7 separate regions of the Mus musculus genome follow, and regions 1, 2, 3, 5, 6 and 7 are each linked to region 4. The links are chromatin contacts, called in public HiChIP or PLAC-seq and promoter capture Hi-C maps. All regions are on one chromosome and are shown on one strand. Each heading gives the region's core, a stretch centred on a gene start, on an enhancer-like site or on the middle of the called end of the contact. The rest is flanking DNA. Distances are from core to core; before and after follow the strand shown. Region 1 overlaps Cuedc1 (CUE domain containing 1). Region 2 has its middle 22 kb from the start of Mir378b. Region 3 overlaps Gm38534 (a long non-coding RNA gene). Region 4 holds the start of Akap1 (A kinase (PRKA) anchor protein 1). Region 5 has its middle 20 kb from the start of Ccdc182. Region 6 overlaps Cuedc1 (CUE domain containing 1). Region 7 has its middle 11 kb from the start of Gm34366.

Region 1 (2,926 bases), core at 290-2,789, 730 kb before region 4:
GCAGGGGTCAGATGATGGGGTACAAGTTCAGGTTGGCTGTGGGGCCCATCAGCTTATGGGTTCAGTCTCAGTGTCAGCCATGAGATTGGCACGTTGCTTAGGAACAAGGAACATGGTGCTTTGACTACTTTCTTGAACTATTGAGTGTCTTGGATCTTACAGCCCAACTCTTCCTCCAAAGACTCTTCAGTAGCCACCCTAGGGTTACCTGGTGCTACTCATTATCCAGAGCAGCTGTTCTCAACATGTGAGTCCTGACCCCTTTGGGGGGGTCACATATCAGATACCTACATTATAATTCATAACAGTAGCAAAATTACAGTTATGAGGTAGCAGCGAAATACTTTTACGGCTGGGGATTGCCAGCATGTGAGGAACTGTATTAAAGGGTCGCAGCATTAGGAGAGTTGAGAAGCACCATTCTAGAGGAAGTTGGTTTCTAGAAACTACTCGGGGTGGGGGGAGGGGGTGTCTTCAACAATAGATGGATACCTGCCTTATCTTTTAGTTAGGCTCAATGGTGATGATGTTTAATAGTGATTAGAAAAAGCCCCTTCCCGTCTCTGTTGAAGTCTACACACTTTTCCCTTTTCTTCTCTACTCCACTGAGGCAGTAAATTCAGCCACTGAGAGATTTAAAAGCTTTGAGTAGCTGGGCGTGGTGACGCACGCCTTTAATCCCAGCACTCGGGAGGCAGAGGCAGGCGGATTTCTGAGTTCGAGGCCAGCCTGGTCTACAAAGTGAGTTCCAGGACAGCCAGGGCTGTACAGAGAAACCCTGTCTCGAAAAAAAAAAAAAAAAAAAAAAAAAAAAAAAAAAAAAACCAACAACAACAAAAAAGCTTTGAGTAGCAATATACTGGAGTAGGGGGAATTGAGTAGGATTGGATTCCATCCTGGGCCTGCCCTGTGTAAGTCCCTTGCCACTTACTACTGGAGCCTCAGGTTCCCCGTGTGTTCATGAAAACAGAGGTATCAGATTGGCAACATTGATGTGAAAATCAAATGTAAACATTTCTGTCAAGCTGTTCGGCGTGTGCAGGGCACCCAGCACTTAGTGACATTCATGGTTCATAGCTCTTCTGTTTGTTGTTTGTTTATTTCAGACAGGGCCTTACTATACAGCTCTGGCTGTCCTGGAGCTCTCTATGTAAACCAGGCTGGCCTTGAACTCACAGAGATCTATCTGCCTCTGCCTCCTGAGTGCTGGGAGCAAAGGCACAGGCCCCTACGCCCAGGTCAGAGCAACCTTTCAGCTGTGTCTTTTTAACAGTCCCACCCCAGGCAGGCAGCTTTCTTGCTTGGGAGGCATCTGGCTTGCTGGAGCTACGATTCCTCCAGCTTTTTGTGGCTGGGATATCCTGCCAAGGCAGGCCATGGTCTCCACCCCACCCCCACTCAACCAAGTGAAAGTAACCAGGGCCGGTTCCCTCTCCCCCTGTTCCCTTGCTCTCTTGAGAAAGGCAACTCTTTATGAACACAGGGTAGACTCGCTACTCATTCGCTGGTGTCTTTGTGACCACAGTTGTGGCCAAAAAGCCAACAGGAAGCCAGAGGAAGAGTCATCTGGGGACAAGCTTCGGTTCTCGATCTTTGAGCCTCAGTCTGAGGTCATGTCCTTGGCTGCTTCTAGGAGGCATTCCGTTTCCTGTCTGGCTGGGGAGAGCTGCAAAGTTGCAGCGGAGACAAATGCGATAAGCTTTCTAGCCATCTGCCCATGGCCTGGAGTTTTGGGGACCACTCTTCTGAGACCGTGGAGCAGCTGTGTTAGCACCACCTGGGCCATAACTGGAATTGCTGAATCTCGGGTTTCACACCCAACAGGCAGAGTCACAACCTACATTCTAGGAAGACTCCCAGGAGGTCCCGGTAGATATTAAAATGCTGAGAGGCTGAAGTGGACCACAGTTCTTAGCCATGGGTGCATACCAGACTCTCCCAGATTGCTTTTTAAAATGTACTGGTTTCCTAAGACCCATACTCATCCCCTGAAAAAGGAGAAGATATGGACATTGGTATTAAAGAGAAAAAAAATCAGATGTGGGATGTATACATATAATCCCTGCACTGGGACAGGATGGTCAGGACAAGACCAGGGTTAATGAGGTAGCGTAATGGGTAAAGGGACCTGCCATCAAGCTTGATAACTTGACTTTAACCTGAGGGATCCACATGGTGGGAGGAGAGAACCAACTCCTGAAAACTGTTCTCTGACTTTCACATACGGCCATAGCATGCACACCTACATGATCACTACATGCATGCAAAATAACTAAATAGTGTGATGTTTTACAAGCAGGAGTTGGGGAAGAAAGGGGTGTGTGTGTGTGTGTGTGTGTGTGTGTGTGTGTGTAGTAGGTAGTAAAATAGTCCTTAGATGATTCTATTGCATACCTGGGCCAGGGACGGATGTCAACCTCTCTCTGCCTTTGGAAGACAAGAGAGTGCCACGGCTGCCTGTGTTAAGCTCCTACTGTATACACAAAAAAAGATCTGTATTCTTGTCTGTCATTTCTATTTCAAACCTGCAAAGGTACTAGGGTTCTTCCTATCGTTATTTGAGACAATGGAGCACCACCCCGCCCCCCCAAGAAGGAAACGACACCAACCTGAGCTCCTCAAGGACAAATGGGAAACAAGGCATTAGCCACAGGGAGCTGAATCTCAGGCAGCAAGTCTGCTGCTCCTAGTAGCTAGGGAATGATGTCAGAGATGTGGCCAAACCTCAAAATAGAGCCGTGGAGGGCCTGAGAGTCTTCAGACAGGCAAGGCGTGAAGCACAAAGGAAATGGACCAAATGCCTGAAACTAGCCCTTTCCTGTAACATTTTGAACCATGTTCTTGTCTGATATGTTTGTTTGGTTTGGTTTTTCGAGACAGGGTTTCACCGTGTAGCCCTGGCTGTCCTGGAACTCACTCTGTAGAC
Region 2 (2,917 bases), core at 28-2,527, 530 kb before region 4:
CGTGGCTGGTAATAGTGCTTGCTGCTCTTGCAAAAGACCCAAGTTTAGTTTCCTGCACCCACAGCTCACAACCACACTCAGTTTATGCAGTGCTGGGGCTCAAACCCAGGGCGCTGTAAATGACAGCCAAGTGCTCTCCCTGCTCCTACCAACTGAATTACACCCCAGGTCCTGGGCTCACTGAGGGTACAACCCACGATTGCAGGGAAGGCTTGGTGGTCAGAGTGGTATGTGGCTGTGCTGGTGGGAGGTGGGTGAGATTGCTTGGTTGTCTAGGAACCACAGATTGGGCAGAGGGCAAGCTTAGGCTATAAAACCTCAAAGCCCGCTTCCTTCAGCGAGGCTCCGTCTCCTAAAGGTTCCACAATGTCCCAGACGGTGCCATCAGCCAGGGACCAAGAAGCTTAACATGTAACTTATGGGGACACTTCACAGTCAAGCCATAAGGCATACATTTTCAAAAATCTTTTGTCCAGGTACACTAATGCAAAGCACATAATATGAATAAGAAATAGAAAGCAATTATAACAAAATAATGTGTTTTGTTATGTACACATTTGGATGTGTAAGTATTTGGGCAGAGTCTGCCTTATACTAGTCAGTTTTTCTGTCATGGTGACAAAATGCATTTCATTTCAGGAAAAATGAAAGCCAGCAAGATTTATTTTGGCTCTGGGTTTCAGGTTTTTTCAGCCCACGGTTGGCTGGGTTTTTTTTGAGGCTTTGGTGGAAGGGAAGCCAGCCAAAAATGGTGGGAAGCCATTTTGGTCACCACATAGTCACCAGAAAGCCCAGAGAGGTGGTGCAGTCTCATGGGGCAGAATGCACACTCTGACAGCTGTGGTGCATGGATGGAGACAGGGGAGGACCATTGCTAGCCACTGTGTCACCAGAGAAGGCATCTCTGTGAGGACACAGGGGACAGACCACTACCTGCCGCAGAGCCTGAGACAACTGTCGAATCACACAGACCACTGACGGGTTGGGTTAAGGGGCAGGAAAGGATAGAATTTGGGTTCTGAGAAAAAAATAATTAAATTTGGTCTGCTGTTCCAGAGAGTCAGTCACACCACCGAATGGATAATGGTGTCCTCCCTTCTCTCCCTAGGTTCCTGTATCAGCTGTGTGACAACCCAATCCTGTCTTCCATCCCCAGCTGGAAGGCGCAGCCTTGCTTGCCAACCTTTTTCTCCTGAGGAGGGAAGGGGCCCGCACACCCCGGCGGCGGCAAACACAGCTGCTCGGCACTCAGACTCAGGGAGTGAGGGCAGAGGTGCTGGCCTAGCTCCAGCTGGCTCTGATTCCGAGAATCACTTCTGGAGGACTTGGAGTGTGCCAGTCCCTCAGCGGACCTTCCCCTGACAGCTCCATCTTCTCATTCCTGACTCCCTATCCCCATGTATACATCCGGGTGACTCAGAGGTACCATGAAAGGCGATGGAAATCTTTCATGAAGTGGCTTAAAAGCCTTAACAACTATCCTTCACCTTCAGAGAAAGCCTTACTTAGTTTTGCTCAAGTTTGTTCTGCCACCATAGTCTGGGTGGCTTTAATGATAGGCAGTAGGGGTAGCTGGGAAGTCCAAGGTCAAGAAAATGGCCATCTGGTGTCTAGTGAGAGCGTGCTTTCTGGTTTACAGATAGTGTTTTTGTGCTGTGTCTTCCCATGGCAGGAGAGGAACGTGGGAGCTTTCTAAGGATCTCATAAGGGCACGAATCCTATTCTGGGGGGTGGGGTTCCACCCTCATGACCTACTCATTCTCCTAAGCCTTTGCCTTCTAATAGCACCACACTGGGAATTTAGACCTCGTCATGAATTTGAGGATGAGGAATGCAAACATTCCTGAATCTGAGTCTAAAGCAAAGCCCATGGGCTGCATAGAGCTCGCCACAACCTAATAGAGATGTTGTTATCCTCATTTTACACACACACACACACACACACACACACACACACACACACACACACACACTTTCTTTACTTTAGTTGCTTCTTCACTTAATTTTCTTCAGCTCTTGCCCCCTCTCAGCATATCCTTTAAACTTCTGTCCATTTAAAAGAGGATTCTGTTTGGGCTCTTGGGCTTTTCCTGGAGTGGATATTTCTCATCCTCTCCTATCATTTAAATCTGCCCAAATGAGGTCCAACTTGGCCAAGACCAAATTCCCCCGGGGAATCATGGGAGCAAGTGAGAGCCAAGGAGAGGTTGACTTTTTTGAGTACCGTTCTTTGCATATGGCAATGTCAGCATTAGCCAGGCGAAATTGTATCAGCCCGCACTTCCCCATGCCCACTGACACACGCAAGTCGCACCTGTACTCTTGTCAGACAGCCACCTGTGCTGGCCCCCGTCATCTCCTCTACCCAATTCTTCACGGACATTTTACCTTTGGTCGGTATTAACTTCTGATATTCATAACCACGACTTTGATTAATGCAAGACTTCAAAGCACCTTTTGAATCATTAAAGAAAGATTAAATTATCTTCAGGATAGTTTCAGTATTAAGTGTGGTGGAGCTAATTCAGGTTCTCTGGAAATTGACAATATGATCCATTTCTACTTTATATAATCAGAAGACTCAGATTAAACTCACGTAAGAGTCCAGCCAAACTGGGTTACTCCGAATAGGAGGTGAGTCCACAGGAAACCATAAGCACACAGTCACATCTGGGAATGAAGCAGAAAGCCAGAATCCAATCCAGCCAAATGCTGTCACTACCTCATAAATCTCCCAGAATTCAAACAGCCCTGAAGGTCTGCCCAAGTCATAAGTTAGACTTTGCTGCTTTCTTCCATCTCTCTGGGCTGGGCCATGCTCAGGGTCATTTGGTTAATGCAGGACTCCATCTTCATTGCTTCATAACTAGTTTTTAATCAGTGATGATTGGTGAGCTGGGATGCTGCGGGCCAGCCT
Region 3 (2,700 bases), core at 54-2,553, 630 kb before region 4:
GGGTGGGAGGAAGCCTCAAAGTGCCAAAGGAAATTCACGGGCTGTGAAGTCGCCTGAGGCCTCACAGGGAGGCAGGAGGCCTGTGGGATGCTGTCAGGGTGTGTGTGGAGGGCAGGGAAAGGGAGCTGTCCGGGGTCTGACTGGCTCTGTTTAGGCAGCCACTTGAGGGGTGATTTATAATATTGGCTCTTCTGTCTTCCTTTGACATACCCCGTACTCACTCCCTAGGGAACGGGGACTGTTTTGGGCATTTCCCAGAGGGAAAACTTGAACCCCTAGAACCAAAGGCCCCAAGTCACAAGGGACGTTTGAGGTTAGTACCAAGAACTGGTAAAGATTTCTGAATTCCAGAATTCTCCTGATCGGATGCTCACTAGCAGAGCCTGGTGGTTAACAGACATGCCCGAGTCCCAGACTGTTCAGGGACGGTCTTCTGTCCACAGAGCTCAGTTTCATACGCCCTATTTTATCATGTCAAGCTGAGGCAGAGTAGAAACCAAAGGAAGGAAGGGAGGAAAGGAGGAAGGGAGGGAGGGAGGGAGGGAGGGAGGAAAGAAGGAAGGAAGGAAGGAAGTAAGGAAGGAAGGAAGGAAGGAAGAAAAAAGGCCAAGGGCAGGTCATTAGATGTCATTCATGATAGAGCCTGGCACAGTGATGCCCAGTCTCCCCGAAGCCTTTGCTTGCAGACCTTTTAAGAGCCTGTTACCCCCACTCCCACAGACCCACCTGTCCACTGTTTTGAGCAGTGTCTCCCAACATCTGCACTGCGAGGCTCCTGAGAGACAGACAGGGGAGCCAAGTTGTCACGGGGATGTTTCGTTTTCCCTGAAACTGAGAAGCCCTCAGGGAGGGTAAAGCCTTGGGTTGGTTTGTTCTCTATAGATTAGAAGCAGGTGGAAAGAAATTAGCCATCTTATCCTCACTTCTGGAATGTTCTTATTAGCCCAGTCAACAAGGGACTCATTAAAAACAAAAGCCCCAAACAAACAAGAAACCCAAACTCCAACTAAAACAGAGAGAAACAAAAAAGAAAGCTAAAACTGCTAAGGAAAGGAAGGAAAAAAAATAAAGTCAGGTCTTTAAATAAACCAGCTCCTCCCCCTGGGTCAGACCAGCTCCTCCCCCTGGGTCAGACCAGCTCCTCCCTCTGGGTCAGACCAGCTCCTCCCCCTGGGTCAGACCAGCTCCTCCCCCTGGGTCAGACCAGCTCCTCCCCCTGGGTCAGACCAGCTCCTCCCCCTGGGTCAGACCAGCTCCTCCCCCTGGGTCAGACCAGCTCCTCCCCCTGGGTCAGTCACAGCAATTCCCAGGCTCACTATTTAGGAGCACTGGAAAGTTACAGCTTCCTCAACACAGGCAGACTGGACCGTCTCTTGCGATTCTTAAAAAAAAAAAAAAAAAAAAAAGCTCTCGATGCAGTCCCTGATAAAATTAACTAGGGGTGTGTCAGGTTGCTCCCTCTTGCATCAGTATTGTCCCTAAGGAACCTTCCTTGTGACCACGAAGTCCGTCCTGCCCCACCAGCATGGTGACCCGGACCTTTGCTCTTTGAGGGACGCCGGACGCCTCCCTCAAGTCTGAGGGGTTAGAACTTTAGAGTTTCTATGGAGCAGGGACAAGTTCAGGGCTCAGGGACGGGCTGTGCATGAGGCTCTCTGATCCACCCCCTAACCCGCATGGGCCCGAGCTCGTCAGAAAGTGAGACGCCAGCTTGCATGAATCACGAATGAGCTCACGGGCTCAGACTCTGAAAAGTAAGCTGGCTAAGTGGGTGAAGGACCATAAAAACACCTCGCATCATTCTTGACCCGGGAATCCCACTCGCATAAGCAAATTGCTTGGAACACAGAAGGAAGCCTTGTCCTCTGGCTTTATTTATATAGCGAGAGCAGAGGCTGTGAAGAACAAAGGCGCTTGGAGCACCAGGCTGTCAGTACAGGCTAATGCTAGACTTTCTTTTGTTTGTTAGCAGGGCTGTTGAGCCTACGTAATTTCCTAATTTCGTTAAGTAAGCATGGGTCGAGCACTTCCATAGCTAGAATCAGGTTTCATGTGGCTGTGAATACATCTGAGACAGAGACATAGAAGTCCCTCCAAAGTTACTGTCCAACTGCTCCTGTAAACAAGAACCTTGCCTTCAAGACTGGGGAGGTAGCTCAGAAGTAGAGCACTTGCCTACCACGTGTGCAGAACAACCTAGATTCCGAACACCAAGCACCACAAAAACAAATTACTTCCAACTTTGTGGCTTGAACAGCAGACATGTATTATCTTAATGGCTTTGTAGGTTAGAGGTGAGGAAGGGTTCTTTCTCACTGGGCTAAAATCAGGGTGTTGACAGGCCCACTATATGTTCTAAGGGACAATCAATTTCTTTGTCCTTTTAAGCTTCTAGCATCCCTTGACTTGTGGCCTCACTTTCTTTCCACTTCCAAATCCTGTAAGGGCAAGCCAGACTCTTCTCATATACACCACTTGGGTCTTCTTCCATAGTCACACTTCCCTCTGACTCTCCTGCCCACCTTTTCAGGACCCACGTGCTGGTAACTCTGGGCTCAGCAAATCCAATCTGCCCATTTTATTAAGGTCGGTGGATAGGCAGCCATCATTCCCTCTGCAAACCCAATTCCCCTTTGTCTCGTGATTTTGAGGACTCTCGGGGACACGACCAGGGATGGAGGGGGCTGGAGATACACCATT
Region 4 (2,700 bases), core at 49-2,548:
GTCTCAGAGGTCCCTTCTGCACAGCCCCTGACTATCAGCACCTTCCCTCCCGGAGAAAGGAAACAGGAAAAGATAGGACACAGCAGTAGTTGACACCAGAATGTAGGCTCCTTTACGCGTATGGAGGCTTCTCTACGCAGGTTTTTACCTATAACCCTGGCAAAGTCCCCCCATGACCCCTGCAAAGTCCCTCCAGATCACTGTCCTGGGACGGAAAGAAAGGTGGGGCGCGACACGTGACCCTGGACCTCCCCACCCCCGCAAGAAGTCAGCGGGCACCTCTAGCTAGAGGTCTCCCACCTCTTAGGACATGCTTATGGGGCCACAAACTCTAATTCCCTTCGGACACCCAAGCTCACGACCTCCGGATCCTAATTGGTCTTATGGTCTCTCCACCGCCAAAAGGTTTGGGACCTGTCTTGCATCCCATTCTCCCCGCTACAACGGCAGAGTCCGCTCCAATAATTCGCGGCACTGAACTCCAGGAATTGTGTCTTCCTGCTCCGGTTTGCCACCACTGCCGGGCCAACCCAGAGTCAACTGGGCCCAGCAGTTAGAAAGTTAGGAAGGGAAGGGGTCCCCAAGGACCTCCTCTCCCGCCTTGGGCACTGGGTCCTTGGCAGAGACCGCCCCAGTGCCTCCTCTCCACGCGTAAACTGGGTACACACGACCTTTGAAAAGTAAACGCTAGCGAGACTAGACGACCTTGGTTGGGACGCGCTCGGGCAGGCTACCCAGAAGGGTGAGCCAGCATTGGGAAAGTTGAGGCGCACCGGAGCGCCCGGGGAATTGCGCCCTCACCTCCATCCTAGAGGCCAGTGACGTGAGGGGGGATGGGAGGGGAAAGCAGCGGCTTAAAGCAGCGCCCCGAGCTCAGCGCACGCGATCTGTCAGCAGCAGCCCTGGGACCGGGAAAGACCAGCGGGGCGCGCGGGTCATCAAGGCACAGACCCGCCCGCTTGACAGCAGGCGCGGTGCACAAGGCTCTCGGTCCCCGGAGTACCTGGCGCGCGCGTCGCACCCTGCACCTGCACCCCAGGCTCCCCATCACCCCAACTCGTTCTCTCTCCGGGCCCGGCGGGCGGGTGCCCGTGCCAGCCGTCACTTACCTGCTCCTGGGCGACCGTCTAGGCACTCAATCCTCCCGCCACCGCCCCCTGGCCCCCCACCTAGTCCAGCGGCCCTGCCCCGCAGCGCTGCACGGCGCTTCGGCCGCTCCCCCACGTGCTAGCCCAGGCCGGGCGAACACAGAGACATTAAATACTGAGGACGCGCAACGACGTGCCCGCGGCGCGACGCAAGGCCCCGCCCCTCGCCCTCGGCTCCCTGGCGTGCCCCCCTCGCCCGCTCGCTCTCCTGCGCGTGCGCGCCATCGGCCGCTCCCTCCCCCGACTTGCGCGCGCCTCTCTCCCAGCTGCGCCAAGAGGGGCGCGGTCAGGAGCTCTCCGCTGACATCCCGGAGCTGTACGGGCCCGCCTTGCTGGCGCTCTCGCGAGAGTAACAATATTCACGGCGGGCATGGGAGATGGCCCCTACGTCCCACACTCGGGCTGGGGTGGGTTCCTGGTGTCTGAGTGCTCGGCACAATGAACTTGGCTCGCACGGGGTCTCTGCTTCTTCTCCGGGGAGAGGTGTCAGGCAGGTTCCTGCCTTGGGATGGTGCCTCTCCTGGAAAAGGTTGCTGAGGCTGGTGAGGGACGATGCTACATTGTTCCCCTTGCCTAGGAATCTGGCTTTCCCGTAACCTTGCGAGCATAGCATAGCTTTTCGAGTATAATAGGTGGCCATTGGTTGATCAGTAATGTGGATACTGTGTAGCCCTCAAGGGCAAGTTGATTTCTCATTTTCGCAACTTTAGTGATGTCGAAGGGGCTTTTCTCTAAATGATCTGGGGTTTTGCAAAGTTTGCCTTCGAAGAAATGGTCACCATGAGTCACTGCCTCCCCCAACGACTTGAGAAAACCAAACTACCTGCAGATAATTGTATCCGACGGAGGTTCCACTTGCCAACCAGCCCAGCTCTGATCCTTAAAACCTAGGCACTTTCCTTTACTTGCTTATTTATTTTGATATTCTGAGACTGTGTCTCATGTCTCACGGCCTCAAGCTGGGAAGTTCTAGGTTGACCTTGAACTCCTGATCCTCCTGCCTCCACCTCCCTAAGTGTTGGCATTACAGGGCACTTTCAGTGCACATTTTTTGAACGAAATATAGGAAAGGTACCATACTAAGAACCAACCATTACTTGGGAAAAATCTTCACTGGTGATCAAATGTGAATTTTAAGTTTTAAAAAGAGACTATGCATACTGAATATAATTTTGAGTATCTACTGTCTAACTCATTTATTTCTTTTTCTTTTTTTTTTTTTTTTTTTTTTTTGGTTTTTCGAGACAGGGTTTCTCTGTGCAGCCCTGGCTGTCCTGGAACTCACTTTGTAGACCAGGCTGGCCTCGAACTCAGAAATCCACCTGCCTCTGCCTCCCAAGTGCTGGGATTAAAGGCGTGCGCCACCACGCCCGGCTTCATTTATTTCTTGAGCCAGCACTTGGAAAGCTGAGGGAAGATTACCACAATTTCAAAGCACCCTGGGCTACAGAGTTGAGATCTCAAAGTACACAGCCCAAATTGTTTTTAAAGATTATTTTTATGCATATGAGTGTTAGCTGCATACATGTATATTTATCATTCGGGTCCCTGG
Region 5 (2,874 bases), core at 212-2,711, 550 kb before region 4:
ATCATTGTCCTAGGCCAGTGAGCCACAATCTCATCATGTATGTGATCTTTTCCAGGCCATCTGGGTGGCCTTGATCCCTCTAGCCATTCCTTGGCAAGGAAGCAGTATTTCTATTTTACACTTGGGACAGAGAGGTCTCAGGAGGAGAGAGGTGGGAAGGGACATCATATCCTAACTGCTTCCTACATACCTGTTTCTTTGTTGTATAAGAGGAGCCTCGCATGCTCCTTTGCCATCTCCAGCATCCTCAGGAAGCCAGGGTTCTCCATGTGTGGAAACAGTCGTTTCATCTCTTATGTTTTTTCTAAACCAGCTTTCCGATGGGATTCTTGGGCCTGTCAGGTTGGCCCCCAGTTACTCTCTAGAGAGTAGCCTCTGAGGTGGATGTAGGAGCACATGCCTACAAACCTCCCCCTACTCCACCCCAGAAGGCTCAGGCAGGAAGCTTGTCCTAAGTTTGAGGCCAACCTGGGTTATAGAGGAAGACTCTGCCTCAAAACACCAAACAAAAGCCATGAAAAGAGGAGTGTCTTCAAACAGTAGCCCTCACTTGTCTGTGAGCACTTGTGGGGTGGGGGAGAGTAACTCCCAGGGTTCACTCACCATCATTATTGCATTGTGGGCTGTGAGGAGAACTCTCTCTCATGTCTGCCAGTATCTGGGGGCTTACTGGCCACCCATAGCATGGAGTGGTACTCCTCCGTGTTCCTCACTTGCAGAAATGGCATTTCAGACTGCTGTCATTGTCACGCACCATTCTGCCCTCCTATGTCCATCTCAATGTCTATCCTAAGGACACTAGTCACATGGATACAGATCCACCCCTGCAGGATGACCTCATCAGAAATACACTAGCAACAACCTATCTCCAAAGAAAGTCATGTTATGAGACACTGGGGTGAGGATTTGGAAAGATCACTTTTGGGGACACATTTCAAACCCGATCTATAGTTGCTGGGAACCCCTGTCCCTACAAAGGCCACAGAAATGGCCAGTGTCAACACTGCCAGCCCATTGCAAGATGCCACCGGGAAGGGCTGTATTGGCGTCATTGTCCTTTGCTCTGACAGAGCCAAAACAAGATGCAGTCCACACTCAGTAAATGATCCTCGATGCTGTTGGTGACAGTGTCTTGCTTGTCCTGGCTCAGCCTCGAGATCTGGCCACAGAGCTGTTCCTCAGCACACAATCTACCCAGTGCCAGTTTGTCAGGAACTTTGTGGTCTGGTCTTTGTGAACCCTGACATCACAGTCTCCTTCATCACCAGTCCTGGGAGAGGCTAGCCCCCCCCCAACCCCCAATGGGGCCCTTACTTTTAGTGTGACAGCTATTTTATCTGGGCAGTAGGGAAACAGAGATATTTTAAGATGAGTGTGTCAGCTGGGGTCAGTTTCCGCTCGGCTATCGCTGGCGCTGTCAGGAGGAGAGCGGGTTTGGCTGTCCGGAGGGAGCCCATCAATCACTCCTGACAGCCCTTAATCAGACAAAGGAGCCCTCACCACCGAGGCACAGAGACGGAGAGACTATAGTTTTGTTCAGCTCAACAAAGAATTTTGGACAGGAGTTTTAAGTTGTGAATACAATCTCTCTATCTTCCAAGCATTTAGACCCCCAAAGCCTCAGGTCTGAGGACCTCCTACCTTTCTTCTAGGAAACTGGTCTCTTTACTCAAAGACAGACAAACAGATACACGCACACACACATACACATGTACACATGCATGCACACACACACACACACACACACACACACACACACACTCACACACAGAATGAAAATAAATAAGAGCAGGGAAAATGCACATCAAAAAGAAGCCTATGGTTCTTAATGGGTGCAAAAGGCTCATGAACAAAGAGACTCCATGCCACGCGAGGAGCCCTGGCACTAAGGTGGCTCAGAATGCTAGGGAAACCCAGAAGGTCTCAGCCAAATCCACTTGTTTACACCTTCTTCTGACTGCTTTTATTCTAGCAGGCCCAGGATGGTGGCTGCAAGAGATACTGCGTGGCTTGTGAAAATAGTAACATAAATCTTTTGTTGAGTTGTCGCTTTCCATCCTCCACCTTGACCGAAGCAGATCTCAAGGCGGGGCTGCTGAATGAGAAAATAAATGGGTTTAATAGTTACACAGAGCCTGCATCTCATCTTATTGCTCCTCATCTTTTGGCTTGGTGTCCCCCTGCATCTGCTGTCATCTCTCAGCCTGGGTGTGACAGCACTGACCTTTCAGTAAGATAAAGCAGAGGGTAAGGCCGGGCACTCGTCCTCTATCTTGCACGATGGCTACTTGCCAGCACATAGATTCTAGAGGGGCTCACTCTCTCACTGGGTTGGCAGCGGAAGGCTCCTCTGCCTTCGGGGGAGTACACTATCAGAGAGAGCTCAGAGGCAGTGGGAAAGGCCAAGGCCCTGCCCTGAAATCTATGAGATCTAACAGCAGAAACCAACAAAAAGCTCTTCCTGGAAAACAGGAAGAATGGTTGGCTTTCTCCAGTTTGAAGGGATGCAGTAGCAAAGTGGGAAATCTAGAGTAGATGAGGCTGTTGTCTCCTTACCCTCAAAGCTCTCTCCCTGTCTGCTCCTCACCCCCAACCCTCTCATCCATCTTTCCCTGTCTGTTCCCCCCACCACCACCCCTGAGACTGGGTTTCTCTGTGTGGCCCTAGCTGTCCAGAAACTCACTCTATAGACCAGGCTGGCCTTGAACTCAGAGATACATCTGCCTCTGCCTCCCAAGTGCTGGGGTTAAAGTTGTGTGCCACCCCTACTGGCTCCCTCTGTCTGCTCCTAAGCGGGCCTTGCTCCCTCCTCTTTCTGGCACTCTGGTTTGTCCCATGTGGTGGGGTGTGCGGTCCCTTCCAGCTCTGAAGCTC
Region 6 (2,961 bases), core at 161-2,660, 680 kb before region 4:
AACATGGGTCGGTCATGGGGGCTCCGTGGAGCTTCCAAAGAACACACACACCTTACCCTGCAACTACAGGAGACTCCGTGGGACTATACCACGGCAGGGCACTGGTAGACTGGTATTCTAAAAATCTTTGGCCGCTGAAGGTTAGGTTTGAGAGAAGCTAGTGGTCTGGTCCCTTTCTGTCACCATGTCCCTGGGATGAGCCTGGTAACAGGACAGTTTCAGAGCTCAGATACTGTCCCGCAGGATCCAAAGACGCAGGCCCATCTGCTAGGGTCCTTTGCTTAGGTTTTGCCTGAATGATGCAGCTACATCATTTAGTGACCTGTGACAGGGTCCCGCCCACGTGGGCTGCACGTCCAGACTCCACTAACCCCCCCCCCCTTTCTGGAAAGGCGCATGTCTGAGATCCTTCCCAGCCAGGTAGGTGGTCCAACATCCTGTGGTTACACATGACGTCATCATCCACCTCAGCCTGAAATTCAAGTCTAGGGGTTCCAGGGACTCAGTACCTGAAGATCCTCTTGGCCTCGGTCTCCTTCCCCTCCCCCACTGCTGCTGGGTTCTTCTCTCCATCTGCCTGAGTCCCAGCAGCCCAGGAGGCCCCTCCACAGGCCGCCTGCTGTTTTTGTGTGGAAATTGTTTTACCTCAGCAGCTCATTTCTCCCATTCCTTTCCAACCATAATGGAGTTGCCGGGCTGCCTGCCCTGGGCTGGCCCCCTCCCTCAGTCAGGCAGCTGAGGATGACTTCACCCCAGGGTTCGGAGGAGGATGACTGATGGACTTTCCAGGACCCGTGCCCAGCAGCCCGGGAGACTCTGGAAGAAAAGGAATTCTCCCCATGTCAACCCTCATCCCCTGGGCATCCCAGAAATACAAAAGCTAGAAGGGTCTTAGTCAGAGTTTGGACTCTCCCTGGGCAGTCTGGGTGGATTCCAGATATAACTGAGTTGGGGTGTTTACCTTGCCCCAAACGAAGCCTAGACAAGCCTTCTTCCATTATGGCTGGAAGTGGTGTCTGTGGGACTGACAGATGGGCCTTGGGAGGGAACCAGAGCTTGGGACAGGGACATAAGTGGCAGAGCAATGTGGAGGAGACCGAGCCCTGGGCTCCCCTGCAGGCGCCTCTCTGGATATCCATGTGTGTCTCTGGCTTCGAGCTGAGCTCCCCCTAGCACTTAGCAGCTGGTTATCCGTCTGCTGCTGCCCCCACCCTCCCCTCAGCCCTCCCCTCGTACCCACCGGGCCACCAGCCCAAAATAGAAAAAGGAAAGGAAGTTATTTCCACAAGTTAGCGGCAGACGGAAAAGCTCCCCTCCAGTGAGGGGGTGGAGGGATTCCTGGAGCTGGAGGCCAAATCAAAGCCAGGCCGAGCCCAGCATGGCCCCCACCACCTCCCCGCCGCCTGCTTTCTCCATGTGTCATTTCCCTGATTCAGCAGGACACGTGTCCTGCGGTTGCCACGCAGCAGGCTGCTGGGGAGTCCTGGAGCTCCTGGCCCAGCTCCAGGCTTCCTTCGGGCCTGGGCTTGGGATAGAGCCTGGGGTCAGGGCAGCCAGGCCCTTGGTCCTCTCCTGTCCTGGCTGCTTAGCACAGACACACCTTGTCTGGGAAGAGAGGCCCCATAGAACCCCTTGGGAACAAGACCCTAACTCTGGGCTCCATCTGTTCAAGCTGCAGCTCATGGGGATGTGTGTGTGTGAGTGTGTGTGTGAGTATGTGTGTGTGTGAGTGTATGTGTGCGTGAGTGTGTATGTGTATGTGTGTGTATGTGTATGTATATGTGTGTGTCTGTGAGTGTATATGTGTGTGTGAGTGTGTATGTGTGAGTATGTGAGTGTGTGAGAGTGTGTGTGTGTGTGAGTATGTGTGTATGTATATGTGTGAGTGTGTGTATGTATATGTGTGAGTGTGTGTGTGTGTGTGAAAGTGTGTGTGAGTGTCTTAGTACCTGGGCAGGAGAGCAGCAAGATCTAGAATTTATAACAAAGTACCAGGGGCTCCTCAATGTTCCCTCCCCTTTGCTGGCTATAGTTGAGCCAGAATGTGAACTCAGACCTGCTTATTGTCCAGGAATCTCAGGGAGCTCCCGCCTCAACAAACGAGGACAGAACGGGCTGTCGGCAGGCTACTTGTCTGCTGTTGGGGGTGTGTGGGGTGTGATCGCTATTATTTAACAGTCCAGCACTGTGCCAGCTAGGGACATAGCACAGAAATGTCTGACCCCACCCCCACCCCCCACCCCCCAGTCTGTAGGGGACATTCAGAAAGTCCGTATGTAAGTCTGCAATGTTGACTGGCTGCCTTCCTTCTTGGTCTGCTGTTTCCCTCGTTCAGCAGAATGCATGCCTGCACCTTTGTTCAGAAAGCGGTGTAGGCACTGGATACTCTGAGCAAGATCTCCATCTGCCCAAGGGCCTGGGATGGGCCAACAGAGCTATGGCTAAGCCTGACTATGCCCTGCTCTCCTTACCTCTCATCCCCCAGGATTGATGTCCCAGGCTCCGGACAACCTGCAAGCCAGAGACGCTACAGAAACTGGAACCCACCCCTGCTGGGCAGCCTCCCGGATGACTTCCTCCGAATCCTTCCCCAGCAGATGGACAGCATTCAGGTAAGAGGCTGCCCTCGAACCTCCACCCTACCTGCCTGCCTGTCCAGCATCTCTCCTGGGCTACATCTGTCATGGTCTGTACCAGCCAGTTTTACTTCCTGGTTTTCAAGCTCAGGCTGGGCTGCTTCTGTGGATTAGAATTTGTAAGGAAAGAAAGGCAAACCTACAGCCTCGCTTCCCGTCTGGCCTGGCTCTTTTGCTGCAACCATCACCTCAGGCTGGAGGGAGGGAAATGGGGTAGCTAATGGTGGGATTGCTGCTTTCCTTTCCATAGGCTCTTCTTTCAGAAGATGCCCCTGATATTGGGGCATGCAGCTGGCGTAGAGGGACATGTGAGACTGGGAGTCCA
Region 7 (2,700 bases), core at 192-2,691, 580 kb before region 4:
AGCTATATGACCTCTATGGTCACTAGCTTCTCTGAGCTGAGACAGATTAGATCAATGTCACAAACTCCAGGCCTGATTCAAATGGGCTGGATTAACATGAAGAGTAAAGTGTGTGTGTGTGTGTGTGTGTGTGTGTGTGTGTGTGTGTGTGTGTGTGTGTGTGTGTATTTGACTAGGTTGCCAACACTTGAAAAGTATTCACATAAAACCTCAACTGTCCCAAACCTCATGTGCCCTGGGTGATTGACAGGCTGGAATTCCCGCCCTCCAGTTCACCAGGAAGCAGCTGATGAGAAGGGTGCTCACTGAAGTCTCTCTTGCTTTTTTCTGGAGCCCTGCTTCTGTGTTGGGCTTGGCTCTGGATTCTCACTCTTCTTGGCCTGGAAGACATCTGCATAGGTAGCCTCTGGTTCCGTGGCCACTAGGTCCTGGGCCTAAGGGAGTCATCTGACTGTTTCCTGGGCTTCAGGACTCACCTTGGGCTGAGTGACTGAGGGTGCAGTGGGGAGATGGGGTCTGGGGACGACTCTGGTGTAAGGCTACTGCTCATTGGGAGAGTTGAGAGAAAGCCTGGAAGTGTTCCATACTTATTTGACCCCAGGTCTATACTGGGTCTCTCTCAACACCAGTGGCTCTCAGCCTTCCTGATGCTGTGACCTTTTAACACAGTTCCTCATGTTATTGTGACCCCCCACCCCCCAATTATTTTTGTTGCTACTTCGTAGCTGCAGTTCTGCTACTGTTTGCCAAAGGGGATGTGACCCACAGGTTGAAAGCCACTGCTCTAGGAAGCCAGCAATACCGGTGATGAACGGGTACGTGGACCCCCAGCCTTCCTTCTGGGTGCCTCTGTCGGTTCCTTTTCACAGAGCCCCTGCTTTTCAGAGATTAATTGTTGCCAAATACAAGTTATTTTCTAATCCTTTCAGGCCCCATTTAATCCTTCTGCTTTATTTTATCTTTTTTTTTTTTTTTTAAATAAAGTCGCTAAGGTTTTTTTTTTTTTAAATTTGTTTTGTGGATTTGCCCATGATTGTCCAGTTTGACAAATTGGATTCTTAAAGCCGATTCTCTGAAGAAAAGGATGCAACGTGACAAGACAAGAAACGGCTTATCCTCAAACCAGGAGGATAAATAATAATAATAATAAATAGCAGCCACCCTATTCTGCAGCCTTCCTGTGACTCACAGGGTGTCTCAGTTGTCACTGATAATCTAATCTCGCTAGCGTAGGTGAGGAACAGGACAATGGCGACCCAGCCAGGCTGTGGGTGTGATAGGCCTCTGATTAATAGGACTGTCCAATAAGCCCCCACCCTCAGGAAGATGATTAATGACGTTTGATGTGAACTCTGCCCTCCCCCAGTGGGAAGAGGGAGGACGGAGATCTGTTCACACAGAATGGCTCGTCCTGAAGGCTTGATTGATTTCTAAGGCTTTGTTCCTAAGAGGCTGTGTCCAGGGAGGGGCCTGGCACCTTTGTGTTGCATGGGCTTTGCCAAGTGCCTAGCCCACAGGACCCTGTTTACACGTCTCCTAGAGACCAGCCTTTTCATCGCCTTAGAGCCCTGGATCACATAAGTGACATGGCCCTCAGCTACTGCTGCTGAATTGATGGTCCCAGCTAGTGTGATCATTTTGACGTCTCCATCCCATAGTGCAAGGAACCCAACAAGGCATACTGTAGGGACAAGCATGGCTTGTGAACCCTTCTGGGATAAGCCACTGCATATTCTGGGTTTATAAGAGTATAGGCTGGGTGGGAGCATCTGGTCTTTGGGTCTAGCTTAGATGCCCCCAGCAGAGGAACTAGAACAAACCCGAGGGTTGTGACCTTTTTGGCAAACCTCTCTCTAAAAACATTTGCATTATGATTTGTAACAGTAGCAAAATTACAGTTATAAAGTAGCAATGAAAATAATTTTATGTCTGGGAGTCACCGCAATACCAGGAACTGTATTAAAGGGTCACAGCCTTAGGAAGACCGAGAACCACTGAACTGGGAGGAGTTTATGAATGGACACCTAGCTGGCTTTCATATGACATTCAGAGAGAAGGAGGAGGTAGCTGCCTGACTTCAGGGATATCAACAAGGTTGTGTTAGTTACTTTGTGGTTGTTGCAAACAATATACCCCATAGTGACTTAAGGGATGAAGGTTTTGTTTCAGCTCACAGCTGAGAGGGATTCGGTCCCTCACCATAATGAAGGCCTGGGACAGGAGACTGACGGAAGCATCCTAAGTCAAGAAGCAGAAAGAGATGAATGCCTGCTTTAAGTTCTCTCTGTCGTTAGTCTGGGACCCCAGCATGCAGATTCGCACTGCCCCACACTCAGGCTGAAGCCGGATAACTTTTCTGGATACACCATCACAGACATGCTCAGAAGTGTGTTTCCATGGCGACTGTGCATCCAAACAAGTTGACAGTGCCAATTAATTATCACAACCACCTCATACTTGGCAGTGATTGGGCCTTTTTAGCTTAGCTTTCTGGAAAAATTTCCAAATTTTCTCCCTTTAGGAAGACTAGGGGGTCCTTTGAATGTTTCTTTCTGGTTACTGGCTTTTTTTTTTAATTTCTCTTTAAAAAGGTGTATTTAAGTTTTGAAAAACATTTGAATTCTGTGGATGTGTATACATGAGTGCAGGTGCTCTTGGAGGCCAGAAGAGGGCGCCAGACTCTGCTGAGCTGGAGTCACA

Evidence for each region. Promoter capture Hi-C pulls out the DNA fragments that hold promoters and counts their contacts. HiChIP or PLAC-seq counts read pairs in DNA pulled down with a chosen protein or histone mark.
Region 1: a promoter capture Hi-C map of pre-B cells shows a contact between it and region 4, with 2.9 times the contacts expected there. The contact joins the enhancer-like site here to the promoter of Akap1 in region 4. A contact is called at or near these places in 5 of 39 promoter capture datasets (the 3T3-L1 cell line, the C10 cell line, embryonic stem cells and 2 more), 6 of 115 datasets of contacts at active chromatin or transcription factors (embryonic forebrain, embryonic stem cells, epiblast stem cells and 2 more) and 1 of 9 other capture datasets (adipose tissue).
Region 2: a contact with region 4 is called in a promoter capture Hi-C map of neural stem cells. The contact joins the enhancer-like site here to the promoter of Akap1 in region 4. A contact is called at or near these places in 5 of 39 promoter capture datasets (the C10 cell line, cranial neural crest, embryonic stem cells and 2 more), 7 of 115 datasets of contacts at active chromatin or transcription factors (the SCID.adh cell line, acute myeloid leukemia, bone marrow-derived macrophages and 4 more) and 1 of 9 other capture datasets (liver).
Region 3: a contact with region 4 is called in a promoter capture Hi-C map of pre-B cells, with 7 times the contacts expected there. The contact joins the enhancer-like site here to the promoter of Akap1 in region 4. A contact is called at or near these places in 15 of 39 promoter capture datasets (the C10 cell line, the HPC-7 cell line, HPC-7-derived erythroid cells and 9 more), 14 of 115 datasets of contacts at active chromatin or transcription factors (the NIH/3T3 cell line, acute myeloid leukemia, bone marrow-derived macrophages and 11 more) and 2 of 9 other capture datasets (adipose tissue and liver).
Region 5: a promoter capture Hi-C map of the HPC-7 cell line shows a contact between it and region 4, with 4 times the contacts expected there. The contact joins the enhancer-like site here to the promoter of Akap1 in region 4. A contact is called at or near these places in 13 of 39 promoter capture datasets (the C10 cell line, the HPC-7 cell line, HPC-7-derived erythroid cells and 8 more), 5 of 115 datasets of contacts at active chromatin or transcription factors (acute myeloid leukemia, embryonic hindbrain, large pre-B cells and 2 more) and 1 of 9 other capture datasets (liver).
Region 6: a FOXA1 HiChIP or PLAC-seq map of pancreatic cancer cells shows a contact between it and region 4. The contact joins the enhancer-like site here to the promoter of Akap1 in region 4. A contact is called at or near these places in 13 of 39 promoter capture datasets (3T3-L1-derived adipocytes, the C10 cell line, the HPC-7 cell line and 7 more), 12 of 115 datasets of contacts at active chromatin or transcription factors (bone marrow-derived macrophages, embryonic basal ganglia, embryonic forebrain and 8 more) and 1 of 9 other capture datasets (liver).
Region 7: an H3K4me3 HiChIP or PLAC-seq map of neural tube shows a contact between it and region 4, with 4 times the contacts expected there. The contact joins the enhancer-like site here to the promoter of Akap1 in region 4. A contact is called at or near these places in 11 of 39 promoter capture datasets (the C10 cell line, the SN4741 cell line, cranial neural crest and 7 more), 16 of 115 datasets of contacts at active chromatin or transcription factors (the 230-238 cell line, acute myeloid leukemia, bone marrow-derived macrophages and 11 more) and 2 of 9 other capture datasets (adipose tissue and liver).

What each region holds. Positions count from the first base shown.
Region 1 is chr11:88,130,557-88,133,482 of GRCm38.p6, forward strand. All of the region lies in intron 1 of Cuedc1 (CUE domain containing 1), which reads left to right. Among named protein-coding and RNA genes, the nearest start is that of Cuedc1, 33 kb to the left of the region's middle. Within about 2 kb of position 1,540, at least 155 of the 459 cell types and tissues checked have an H3K27ac peak or open chromatin away from gene starts, as enhancers often do. A contact at or near this core is called in adipose tissue, embryonic stem cells and pre-B cells, where this site is marked.
Region 2 is chr11:88,329,739-88,332,655 of GRCm38.p6, forward strand. No RefSeq gene overlaps it. Among named protein-coding and RNA genes, the nearest start is that of Mir378b, 22 kb to the right of the region's middle. Within about 2 kb of position 1,278, at least 21 of the 459 cell types and tissues checked have an H3K27ac peak or open chromatin away from gene starts, as enhancers often do. A contact at or near this core is called in neural stem cells, where this site is marked.
Region 3 is chr11:88,234,193-88,236,892 of GRCm38.p6, forward strand. All of the region lies in intron 1 of Gm38534 (a long non-coding RNA gene), which reads left to right. Among named protein-coding and RNA genes, the nearest start is that of Gm38534, 4.6 kb to the left of the region's middle. Within about 2 kb of position 1,304, at least 249 of the 459 cell types and tissues checked have an H3K27ac peak or open chromatin away from gene starts, as enhancers often do. A contact at or near this core is called in the HPC-7 cell line, the NIH/3T3 cell line, adipose tissue and 9 more, where this site is marked.
Region 4 is chr11:88,863,288-88,865,987 of GRCm38.p6, forward strand. Akap1 (A kinase (PRKA) anchor protein 1) reads right to left here and starts at 1,299. Exons shown (of 11, transcript NM_001042541.1): 1 at 1,110-1,299. All of the region lies in intron 3 of 4930556N13Rik (RIKEN cDNA 4930556N13 gene), which reads left to right.
Region 5 is chr11:88,312,395-88,315,268 of GRCm38.p6, forward strand. No RefSeq gene overlaps it. Among named protein-coding and RNA genes, the nearest start is that of Ccdc182, 20 kb to the left of the region's middle. Within about 2 kb of position 1,462, at least 23 of the 459 cell types and tissues checked have an H3K27ac peak or open chromatin away from gene starts, as enhancers often do. A contact at or near this core is called in the HPC-7 cell line, where this site is marked.
Region 6 is chr11:88,179,996-88,182,956 of GRCm38.p6, forward strand. It overlaps Cuedc1 (CUE domain containing 1), which reads left to right. Exons shown (of 11, transcript NM_198013.3): 4 at 2,486-2,612. Among named protein-coding and RNA genes, the nearest start is that of Mrps23, 23 kb to the right of the region's middle. Within about 2 kb of position 1,411, at least 182 of the 459 cell types and tissues checked have an H3K27ac peak or open chromatin away from gene starts, as enhancers often do. A contact at or near this core is called in bone marrow-derived macrophages, embryonic limb bud, pancreatic cancer cells and 1 more, where this site is marked.
Region 7 is chr11:88,279,235-88,281,934 of GRCm38.p6, forward strand. No RefSeq gene overlaps it. Among named protein-coding and RNA genes, the nearest start is that of Gm34366, 11 kb to the left of the region's middle. Within about 2 kb of position 1,442, at least 15 of the 459 cell types and tissues checked have an H3K27ac peak or open chromatin away from gene starts, as enhancers often do. A contact at or near this core is called in neural tube and pancreatic cancer cells, where this site is marked.